Linked DNA regions of Sus scrofa: region 1 is linked to region 2. Evidence: chromatin contacts called from public HiChIP or PLAC-seq data. All regions are on one chromosome and are shown on one strand. Each heading gives the region's core, a stretch centred on a gene start, on an enhancer-like site or on the middle of the called end of the contact. The rest is flanking DNA. Distances are from core to core; before and after follow the strand shown.

The links. HiChIP or PLAC-seq counts read pairs in DNA pulled down with a chosen protein or histone mark.
Region 1: a contact with region 2 is called in an H3K27ac HiChIP or PLAC-seq map of alveolar macrophages. The contact joins two enhancer-like sites. A contact is called at or near these places in 1 of 47 Hi-C or Micro-C datasets (liver) and 1 of 2 datasets of contacts at active chromatin or transcription factors (alveolar macrophages).

The regions. Positions count from the first base shown.
Region 1 is chr4:14,385,624-14,391,799 of Sscrofa11.1, reverse strand. All of the region lies in intron 4 of NSMCE2 (E3 SUMO-protein ligase NSE2), which reads left to right. Among named protein-coding and RNA genes, the nearest start is that of TRIB1, 91 kb to the right of the region's middle. Within about 2 kb of position 4,484, at least 5 of the 83 cell types and tissues checked have an H3K27ac peak or open chromatin away from gene starts, as enhancers often do. A contact at or near this core is called in alveolar macrophages, where this site is marked.
Region 2 is chr4:14,243,180-14,249,123 of Sscrofa11.1, reverse strand. No RefSeq gene overlaps it. Among named protein-coding and RNA genes, the nearest start is that of TRIB1, 52 kb to the left of the region's middle. Within about 2 kb of position 4,128, at least 2 of the 83 cell types and tissues checked have an H3K27ac peak or open chromatin away from gene starts, as enhancers often do. A contact at or near this core is called in alveolar macrophages, where this site is marked.

The sequences.
Region 1 (6,176 bases), core at 3,235-5,734, 140 kb before region 2:
TAACGGGGGCACATACAGGAACCAAAGTGTACTGGGCCCCACCCCAGACCCGTGGATTAAGGATCTCTAAGAGTGGACTTGGAATCTAGGTTTGAGAGTTCCCATCGTGGCACGTTGGAAACGAATCTGACTAGGAACCATGAGGTTGTGGGTTCGATCCCTGGCCTCGCTTATAGATTAAGGATCCGGCGTTGCCTTGAGCTGTGGTGTAGGTCGAAGACTTGGCTTGGATCTGATGTGGCTGTGGCTGTGGCGTAGGCCAGCAGCTGTGGCTCCAATTCGACCTCCATATGCTGCGGGTGTGGCCCTAAAAAAGCAAGAAAAAATATCTAGGTTTGTTTGTTTCTTTTTTTTCTTTTTTGGCCACACCCATGGCATATGGAAGTTCGCAGCCTAGGGGTCAAATTGGAGTTGCAGCTGCCAGCCTGTGCCATAGCTCACAGCCACGCTGGCTTCTTAACCCACTGAGTGAGGCCAGGGATTGAACCTGTGTCCTCATGGATGCTAGTCAGATTCGTTTCCGTTGAGGCACCACTGGAGCACCTAGGTTTGCTTCTTTTTTTTTTTTTTTTTTTTTTGGTCTTTTCCAGGGGTGCACCCACAGCATGTGGAGGTTCCCAGGTTAGGGGTCTAATCAGACCTGAAGCAGCTGGCCCACACCGGAACCACAGCAGCTCGGGATCCAAGCCACGTCTGCAACCTACACCACAGCTCATGGCAATGCCGGATTCTTAACCCACTTAGCGAGGCCAGGGATGGAACCCGTGACTTTATGGTTCCTAGTCAGATTCGTTAACCACTGAGCCATGATGGGAACTCCTAGGTTTGTTTCTAATAATTGTTTTCCTTGTGGGTCTGATACCCTGCTGGGCTTGAGAGCCACTGCTCAAGGCCATGTTCCAGATAAGGAAGGTCAGGCCCTAGCTGGCCGCCTCCAAGATCACACACATGGCTGATGGCAGAGGCCTGCCTGGAACTCAGGTCTCCCTCCCAGTCGGTCCAGGGTTTTTCCGCTCCTCCCTTGGGCCCCTGGGTCCACTGTTGACTCAGGAGAAGCAGACGGGCCAGAGCTGTCGTGTCTGTACTTTCTCATCTGTGTGACAGAGATAAAAACTCCTGACCTTCCAGGGCCTTGGTGAGGCTGAATTAGCAAAAGGGGACTCAGTGCACCCCGTTCTTCCCTCACAGACTGAAAGGGCACTAAATTAAGCCATTTTGCAAAGAGGTCTGAGTCATCTCATGGCAGCTGTCTATGGCTCGCTAGAGGTGCTCTGATCATTGTCATCTGAATGCATGCGTTACGTCCTCTCTATGGCACAGTGCTCCAGGCTGTGCTACGAGGGTCACCCGGAGTATGGTCTCTGCCCTTGAGAACAATGCTGAGGCTATGGGACGTAAAGGTTACTCACACAGCAGCAGAACAACACTGACAGGCAGACGGGCCAGGGCATCCGAGTAGAGTGAATCCAGAAAACTAATTGTCCAGCCTAGAGGGAGCTCGGAGACACCCGGCCTGCCTCCCTGGCTCAGAGAAGTGAGGTGTCTTAGCCCAGATCACATAGCATGTTGGGCTCGAATGGCCTGATCTGAACAGCGGTCTTTCCACCTCCCCAGGCTAGAGCAAAAATTGTTTTTCTCAAGGGTTCGAAGGTAACAGGGTCCATGGTGTTTAATCAGGAAGGGTTGGGAGTTGACCTTTCAAGGCCATCTGGAGATGGGAGAGCTCAGGAGATGGTGGCATCGGAGACAGTGGGCAGAGTGTGTGTGAGAAGGATTGGGCCCACAAGGCTTATGAACTATCTTGAAACAACCTAGAAGGAAGTCTTGAAGCAGTGGTTGAGGTTCTTGGGCATGTTTTGTACCAGAGGGAAGTCACGACGGGCCCCAAATGGGAGGTCAAACACTCAAAATGCCTGCCCGTCAAAGGACTGAGATGGGGCGGGATGGAGGGCCTGGGTGGCGGGAAGCACCTCTGGAAGTTTAAGGAAAATCCCCCCCCTCCCCCACCCCTTTCTTGATGGCTGTCACATGCCAACCCCATAGTTAGCATTTTACCCAAAATGTTTTTATCCTCAGAGCAGCCCTACCACACAGGTGTTGTTTTCCTATCTGCAGATGAGGAAACAAACTCAGGAAGATTGGGTAACTCGCTCAAAAACACAGAGGAGCTGAGGGAGGCAGGATTCAGGTTCGTGCTGCCTCCTCCCATGAGACCTCCCGGAGAATAGTGGGAGGCAAGTTGTAGCTAGCCTGCCAGGACGTAATGAAAATTGTCCATTTTTGTCTATAAACCAAGAAAGGAGCCATGGGGGAGATGTTACACAGGCTGAGTCGGGGGAGCGCCAGCACCCGCTCTTGCAGGAGTCTGAATTTATGGTCAGGAACGGACACGTGGAACTAGAGGTTACATATTTGGCAGATCATTGATGTGGGATGTGATCCAATGAGATAGAGGAGAGGAAGGCCTCCCAGAAGATAAGCATGTGTCATATAAAAGAAGAGTTACTGATGATTTAGGCTGTTGGAGATTGAGAACTAGACATTGCTCAGCTAAAGGGGAAAGTTCACAGTGGATATGTTGGTTGCTGTATCCTCTAAACAGATAACATAGTGGCATTGGCTGAGCTAGATCCTCAGAAAATGTCATTTATGGCCCTGTGTACCTATGGCGCTGTCCTAAAACGCTGCAGCAAGGAAGTGAAGAGTCAGGACTGGGAATATGACAAACTCGGAGAGGCCATATAGTATCACACAGCACCTTGTGACAGAGGTGGAAGAACAGGGAAAGTTAAGCCCTGGCAGGACCCTGGTGCCAACAAGAAGGGATCACTGAAGGGGGTTTAGAGACGATATAAAGATGGAGCTGGGAGTTCCCGTCGTGGCTCAGTGGTTAACGAATTCGACTAGGAGCCATGAGGTTGCAGGTTCGATCCCTGGCCTTGCTCTGTGGGTTAAGGATCTGGTGTTGCCGTGAACTGTGGTGTAAGTTGCAGACGCGGCTTGGATCCCACGTTGCTGTGGCTCTGGTGTAGGCTGGCAGCTACAGCTCCGATTCAACTCCTAGCCTGGGAACCTCCATATGCCAAGGCAGCAGCCCAAGAAATGGCAAAAAGACCAAAAAAAAAAAAAAAAAAAAGATGGAGCAGAAGACAAAAGCAAACTCAGCCGGTCTCCTGGAATCCAAGGGGGAGAAAAAAAGGACCTGATGAGTGCTTTATTATGTGCTGAGTACATTAAATAATGAATTTACTCAAATTAAATGAGGTATTCAGTTACATTCTCATTCCTTACAACAGTCCTGCCAGCTGAGTATTGTCCCATTTTACAGCGGAGGAAACTCTGAGAGGTGGTGCCTTTCCTGATATCAGACAGCTCAGGAGGCAGGATCCACCCTGATCCGACCCTGAACCCCTTGTTCCTCCCTCAGTCAGAAGTCGGGTGGGGTGGGAGGGGGGACCGGTTATGTGCAGAGTTGGAAGCTGTGAAAGGTTGACAAGGATGAGACTGGGTCAGAGAAGTGACGAGGATGCTGGTGGTCTTGCTGAGTGAAGCAGCTGCAGAGCAGAGATGGGAGACGTTGACCACAGGGACGTTCACACGGTCAGGTTCATGGTTCATTTGCCGTGTGTGGCATTTTGCTGTCTGGAACATGGAAGAGTAAATATTAGCTGCATCTCACTTGCTCTTTTGGAGAATGTGAGTTCCTGGTTTGAAAATTCTTTGCAAGCCGCATTTCAGTCTACTTGGGGATAGATGGGGCGTCCAGACTGATGCCTCTTCCAATAATAGTTCCAAGAAAAATATTGGCTCCAATGTGTGGTTTTCCATATTTTGAAACTGATGGTCCCGTTGGCAACACAGACATTCACAGCAGCAAGACATCTGGAAGGTGTGAGAAACCCCTCCCCAGATTTACACAATGGTTTGGCCACCTGTGTTCAGTAATGTCCCCAGATCTGACCTGCTGGCCCTTTGCAATGACAGATGGGCTAATGTTCATGAGAGTATGAGTTTGGGAAAATGGAGTTAGTGTATATGAGGATTTTGTAATCTTGAAGTATGAAAAAAAAAAGGACAAATATTTTGCTTTCAAAGCACCTCATTGTCTGGGGCACAGTAAGAAGTCTGGGAAAATGTATTTCAGCCACTGATTCAATTTCTGTTATTGGTGCCGACTTACAGCCCTCCTCCCCCTCTAAGTACATGACAGATCTGAGCATAATTCTTTGTAGTCCATTGACTCTTGTAAAGTAATGCTGTGATTAAAAGCTTTCCTGAATACAGTTTTCAAAATGTTGGTAATAACCACATTGCCTCTACCTGCTATGTTTGGGTAACCATCGCTCTTGCTCAATTTATACTTAATATTGGTCATAGTGAAACATGTTTTCATCACTTGAAATCCAATTTTATTTGCTGAGTTACTAATGGCCACTTCAATTTCTGTAATGTAAATTCAGATGTTGTGCAAGTTTAGTTTGCAAATAGGTTGACTCATGAAGGCAACAAGTTTGCCTTGAGATCAGTACCAAAAGTCATTCGAGCTGACTACCTAAATATTCCTGAACATATTTGTTGCTTTTTAAGATAGTAGTGAACTTTGGCTGTGATTGCAAGGATAAAGGATTTGAAACTGGAATGGTTTTTGAGACTGTAGCATCTCCCCTCCTTCCTAGTCTCGTTCCTTTATTTTTCATGTTGGAAAAAGAACAAGGTCAAGAACAATAGCTGAAGTGGCCTGACCTCCCAAGGGGCAGGACCCAGAACTTTCAGTCATTCTTGTTCACTATCCACCAAAGTACTGTTTCTTCTAATTGGCAAACAGCTGGCTTGAAGGCACTGTGTTTTTCTCCCCTAGATGTTGGCTGGGGAGAAGAGTGGAAACTGCCTTTTCCATAAGAGCTCTTGAAAATATTTCTCGTACAAGGAGATCAGCAGAATACGAAAGTTGCTTCCTGCCAAATGCCCCCAAATCCCTTCTGCTTGAATTTTCTTCTCACTTTTCTTTTGAAAAGCCATGTTCCCTTTGCACTCAGGAATGGCACGTCTTATTTGTTCTAATGGCAGTATACAAACCTCTTTTGCATCAAGATTCCCAAGCGGAGTGAACAAAACCCATGGTCCTTTTCTGAATTTCATTCGTAATGGTAACAGACACTTCATCAGACCCTCAGAAGCAATACAGAGAAGAAAAGAAAAATCAAGCAAGCAATTACGTAGTTAACAGAGTACAAGATGAAAGCCTGAATGGAGTTCCTGTTGTGGTGCAGGGGTTAACAAATCCAACTAGGAACCATGAGGTTGCAGGTTCGACCCCTGGCCTTGCTCAGTGGGTTAAGGATCCGGCGTTGCCATGACCTGTGGTGTAGGTTGCAGACGCAGCTCAGATCCTGCATTGCTGTGTCTCTGGCGTAGGCCAGTGGCTACAGCTCCAACTCGACCCCTAGCCTGGGAACCTCCATATGCCGCAGGAATGGCCCTAGAAATGGCAAAAAGACCAAAAAAAAGATAAAGGCCTGCATTATAAAATCCTGAGTGTTGTAAACTCTACCTTTGAATCTGCCTGCAGGCTGTCTATCCTTTCAAAATATATTGCATGCTGTCTGAAATAGGATTTGAGATGAAATTTATTACAGGAATAATACATATAGTATGGATGGTGAAATTGAATGTTTATGGAAAGGGTTTTTTGATAAGGACTGAATCAGGCAACCTCAACGCTGAAGAAGACATCTTTCGATCTGAAATCAGACCAAAGGTTTTTCAGAGAGTCTCTGAAAATGTATTTATAGCTTTAGTCCTAAATTTACAATTGACCTGAAGGGCAAAGATGAGCAGACAGGCTGGGGAGAAAACAGACTACCTCATCGCAAGATGTAACTTATCCTGAGAAATCTTGTCCAAAATGTTATGTGTTGATAATTCACACATGGAGAGGAAAATTTTCAGCAAGGGCCCTGAAGCCTTGCGTCTGTGGAAGAGTCACTGCTTGGCAGTATCTGGTGTCATCCAGATCTGCCTCATGTCCCATCCTCTCCCAGCTTCCTCTCCCTCAGCACCCCGGAGCCACATGCACCTGCATCTCTTGCCTGTGGCCTTGCACCCTGTCTGGAATCCCCTTTCTCCTCTGAAGCCATGACTGGAGCTCATAGAACTCATCCCACTGTGTTTTAATG
Region 2 (5,944 bases), core at 2,879-5,378:
GAAAGCAGGCGTTCATCTTCCTCTTTCTCAGATGATTACACGAGAAGAAAGGAGGAAGATTGAAATTATCTGCTTACCTTGGGCTTCATCTAAAGCGAGAAGTGAGGTCTGCTTTCTGTACCTACTACTTTGCGGTAACATGGTAACATTCGTTTTTGGCAAACAGATAACCAGGAATCAGAACTGGTCAAACTGGGGCACCTGCCCTGCACCCTCTCCCCCAACCCCTGACCTCTGGTTATAGGCTCTGCTGGCCTTCTGTCCAGGCAGGTGGGAAAAGCTTTGACAAAGCACAAAGCTGGAGGCCCTACACCCAGACGACAGACACCGGGTTTAGCTTTGGTTCTGGAGCCAAGTCTTGAAAGCTCCCTGAACTACTGTCCATCTTTTGGTAAAATAGGGGTTGTCATTAATACGCCTTGGAGATAATAGAGGTAAATGGGTCTGGTAAACAGGAAAGCTGTGTGTGTCCAGAAAGGCGGGTAAGGGGGTATCATTGAGTAGAGCTGCCAGTGCATCTGGCAAGTTCCACCAGGAGATTCTTGCACAGCCTGTCCTGGGTAGATGGGTGGGGTGATGTCCAAACTCAGTTCATGGTGTGGACGCTCAGGAGAACCCCCCATGCTGGTGGAACTTGGTTGGCAGGAGACTGGCCATATCCCTGATCTGCAGTCAGGACACCTGCATTCTTATCTGATATCTGTCACTTTGTAGCTTTGGGCAGGTCACTTGCCTTCTCTGGTCTGGTTTCATCTTCTGTGAAAAGAGAGGATGGTGGCAGAAGCTACATAGTGTGGCAAAGGATAGACCGACTAGGTGGTGTATGTGAAATTCTTTTGCAGACTCTATGGGCTACAGCATAGAAATAGCGCTGGCCAGGGATGTAGGCTCTAGTCCTATGTCCTACCTCTGGAGTAAGCATGCTGTGTGACCTTGAGCAAGTCAATTCTCCTCTCTGAGCCTTGTTTTCTTCATCTGTTAACTGAGTGTCTAGCAGTAGTTCCTAAACCAGGTACATGTTAGAACCAACTTGGGGTATGGGTATAAGAGACACAGACGTCTGGCCCCGTCCCAGACAGACTCAATCAGAATATCTGGGTGGGGCATAGGGTCCTTTCCAAGTGACCTATTTGTTGCCAAAACTCAGCCTTGATTGGGTCCATCTGTCTTGTCAATGGGGAAGGCCCCTTTTGGCTTGAGTTTGTTTAATTTCTTAGAAGTTCTTGCGATATGGTGGTCACAGGTGTCGCCCATGCTGGGGCCACCCTCCTCCCTGCCCCCCAAATGGGAGTTTCTTGTCCAGCTGCAGTGCCCACGTTCTCAACTCTGGCTGTGCACTAGATTTCCCTTGCGGGGGGTGGGGGGATGGCGGTTAAAAAGCTTCTGTGATTGGGCCCCACTGAGAGCAGTTGAATATGATGTTTGGGGGTAAGACACCCCAGTGATTCTAATGTGGATCCCGAGTTGAGAGCCACTGGTTATAAAGGGCGAGTGAATCGAGAAAGCAGAGGCCCCTAACTCCTGAACCCTTCCTTTCCCTGCCTGGAGAGCCCATGGCCCGGAGTGATGGACTGCTGGCTTCCTCACCTTGGATGGTGGTCTCTGAGTGAGGCAGGTGGTCTAGAGGTTAAGGGCGTAGACCCTGAAGCCAGGTGGCCTGGGTTTGAATTTCAACCCTGCCTCTTTATTAGCTCTGTGACTGGGTTCAAATGACCACCTTGAGCCTGAGTTCCCCATTTGTAAACTGGGGCTCGTGAGAGTGTCTACTTCATGGAGCCGTGGAGATTGAATGAGTCGATGCACAGAAAGTCTGCAGAACAGGGCTTGGCACGCAGTCTATGTTGGCTCTGATTTGGGAGCAGGCCTGAGTCTCATTCACTCCAGGCCCTAGTGTTAGACTCCGGCAGCCCCAGCAGTGACCTGTTGGGTTAGATTAAAGAGACATCCATCTATAAAAGAGAGGCTGATAGTTCATATTTCTAGAGTTCCTCCCGTGAGCCTATGCCCCTTAAAGCTTGTTAGCTCATCAGCAGTTCTTAACCCTGACTGTGGACCGGAATTACTAGGAGACCTTTTGTAAATACAGATCTCAGCGGGGTTGGGAGGGTGGTGGCAATGGGTAACCCTTCCACCGCCCTGCCCCGAGTCATACTTCTTACTCAGCAGGTCTTGGGCAGGGCCCAGGAATTTGAGATTTGGTGGCATTTAAAGTTCAGCCAGGACCAAGAAAGGCTGCCCCCTGCCCTCGGTGTGACCCGAAGGGAACCTGTGGACTTACTTTTACATGCATGTCAGTCTGGGAGTCTGGATTTTTGATTCAGAACATATAACTTTGCCAAGTTATTTTCTAATGCTTTCCGTGGAGCCATGGATATTTTCCCCACCTTGTGGAAAACTGAAAAATGTTTTGCAGCAGCCCTATCAAGAGGTGAAATCTATTTTGTGAGTTCTTGAACCGGAGCTGGGTTTTGTGAGTTGCTTGGATCAGCAGAACATGATGGATGTGAGGGCCTGTGAGTTCTGAAGCCCAGGCCTCCAAGACGCTTCACTCCCTGGGATGCTGCCCTGAGACCCCCCATGTAAGGCAGCCGGTTTGCTGATTGCAGGATGGGAGGCCCTCATGGAGGAGAAGGCCAGTACCACCTTCCAGACTCATGACTGAGGCCATCTTGGAGCTTCTACTCCCAGTGACCATCCAACAGACCCAGACAAAACCAGCAGAGGAATTGTCTAGCTGACCAGCAGAAGTGTGAGAAGTTCAGTCATGGCTTTATTATTATTATCTTTTAAATTTTTCAGTCTTTTTAGGAAAGCACCTGCAGCATATGAAAGTTCCCAGGCTAGGGGTTGCATCGGAGCTGCAGCTGCCAGTTTACACCACAGCCACAGCCACGCCAGATCCGAGCTGCATCTGCCACGTATGCTGCTGATCCTTAACCGGCTGAGCGAGGCCAGGGATCAAACCCACATCCTGGGTTAAGGATCCGGTGTTGCCGTGAGCTGTGGTATAGGTCACAGACATGGCTCGGATCCTGTGTTGCTGGGGCTGTGGTGAAGGCCGGTGGCTATAGCTCTGATTAGACCTCTAGCCTGGGAACCTCCATATGCCACAGGTGTGGCCCTAAAAAGACAAAAGACAAAAAGAAATAAGGAAAGAAAGTCCTCATTAAAAAACAAACAAACAAACAAACAACCCACATCCTCATGGATACCTGTTGTGTTCTTAACCTGCCGAGCCACCGCGGGATCTCCATCACTGCTCTAAATCATGGTTTTGGGCTGATGTGTCGCATAGCGATAGATGCCTGAAATGTATCTTATCTACCCCTGTCAGTTCAGGATCTCTATCATCAGGAAAGGCCCCCAGAATAAGGGATCAAATTAAGAGACTGGAACCACATCTACTCCCCCAACCCCGTGGGGGTCGAACCTGGATTAGCTCAACAGGCTAAACGGCCCCAGAGGACCACATGGGGGCTACTGGGGCCAAGGTGATGCAGACCCCAGCTGGCCTGTTCACTCTTAGAAGCTTCATCGTTGGGTGGCCCGAGGCTCCAACTGTCCCCACCAGCCTCTGTCTGCACTGTAGCAAGAGCCGTTCTGTGGCCCCAGAGCCTTGGGAAACCCTGGCGCAATCACGAATGAGTTAAATGCTATCTGATCAGAAGCCAGAGGGCCTGTTTTCATTTTCAAAACTCTGTGTGTCAGTGACTCTAATGCAATGTCCAGCAATGTCTTGAGCAAGTGACCGGCAGGGGACATAGGATGCTATTTACTCAAGATAGCCCATCACGCAAAAGCAACTTGCCTAACCGGGTTTGTAAGCGATTGTTACGAGACCACCGTTGCAACAGGGATGGCCCTGGGTGATGGTCTCAGGAAGGGGCCGATCCCCCCGCCCCAGGCCAAATTTGGGGATATTCTCTTATTTTTGGAACGCTTGGGGCACTGGGTCCCTGGAAAAGAACAGAGAAAAAGGAGCGTTGGGAAATTGCACTCGGATGTGGAATGGTCCTTTAAGGATGGGTGCCCTGGGGAAGAAAGCTTCACGCCACCCTGGAGGGAGACAGCCCCTGGATCAGAGGAGGCTGGAGGATTGGCTGCCTTATGGATGGGGAGGATGATGTGGTCTGGCTCATAAGTCAGTTGCTGAGCAAGAACGTGATGCCTCAGGCTTTTGTAAGGGTTGGTTTGGGTGGTGAATCTATGGGGTTGGGATGGGGTTGGGGTGGGGTTGGGGTGTGTGGTCACTTTCCAGCCCCAAACCATGGTGACCAGGTGGCCACATCCCTGCCTACCCTCCAGGCTGGTCTTACAGGTCAATTGATTAAATCCTTCATCCTTTCTATCCTTTTCCTCTTGGCTAGAATCTGTTACTACTACCACCATCACTACTGCCCACCCCCTCATCTGAATAGCTGCTATGATTTAGCAGTACTTTCATCTGCTCTCTCAAATAATCCTCACAACCGCTCCAAGGGGTAGGCATTATTACACCCACTTCACAGCTGGGAAAATTGAGGCTCAGAGATGTTAACATCTGGTATAAGATTCTAGGACAGTGTGTCCCAGAGAAATGATAAATTGAGTCAGAAAATGGGATACACACAGATATGCAGGCATGGAAAAACAGACATACAGAAAGAGGTCCCCCAGCCCCCAGATACAGATGCATGACCCACAGTTACAAAGGCAAGGACAGAGACCCCGCCCCTGCCCCTGCCTTGGAGGTTTAGGGAGCGTACGCGGTTCTGAAGGTGTTCTGTGCGTTCTTGTGCGTGAAACCCAGATGTCACTGGGGAACATCCCATCCCATCCCATCAGATCCAGATGAAATTCCTTTAGTCACCTCCAAACCCCAATCCATCTCCTCCATTTTTTTCTGCTTGTGTGCATGCATGTGTGTGTGTGTGTGTGTGTGTGTGTGTGTACATAGGTCACTCTCTACACGTGGATGCTGGGTCACTGTGTAAGAAGTATTTCCAACCCCTGGCTGTGGTTAAGCAAAGTCTGACCCCTGCCATCAAGAGGTCCAGGCACCTCTGGGTCTACCTCTCCAGCCTCTTTGGGTTCTGCCTCCCTTTCTCCAATTTCTGATCCCTGTCTTCTCCCCTCACCCTCATCTCCTTATTGCCTTGCTCACTCCCAAGCCTTTTTTTTTCCTTTCTTTCTTTTTTTTTTTTTTTTTTTTTTTTGGCTTTTTAGTGCTGCAATCGCAGCATATGGAAATTCCCAGGCTAGGGGTCGAATTGGAGCTCTAGCCGCCAGCCTACACCACAGCCACAGCCATACAAGGTCTGAGCCGCATCTGCGACCTACACCACAGCTCATGGCAAAGCTGGATCCTTAACTCACTGAGCGAGGCCAGGGATCAAACCCACATGGTCATGGATACTAGTTGGGTTTGTTACTGTTGAGCCACACGGGAACCCCTCACTCCCAAGTCTTATCATGTCTAAAGCAAAACTTTTCCCTCCTACGGGTCACCTCCCGCTGCCCCATGCCCCCTCCAAATCACCCTGCCTCCCAAGTACCTATCAAAGTATTTACAATCCCCCCACACCCTAAACAAAAGCAGCTCTCTCCAGAGGAATCCTGCTGGAAGCTTTCATTTAAGCACCTTTTCTGTCTTTAATCCATGGATTGAGATTAAAACTGGGCAGGAGCTTTTAACCTGGAGTCTCCAACTCCCCAGCTATTTGCTTAGCTCAGCTTTCAGGAGGGTGAAGCAGGTGCCCTGGAGAGGTGAGATCTTTCTGCCACGAAATGCCAGTCCCCAGTCTCCTGGCCCAAGTGTCTTCAGGCTCTAGGTGTCCTTCTCAGCCTTTTATACAATCTCAGTGAATTTTCAAAACAGTCTTATGAGGAGTTCCCGTCTTGGCGCAGCAGAAAGGAATCAGTCTAGGAAGTATGATGTTTCAGGTTTGATCCCTGGCCTTGCTCA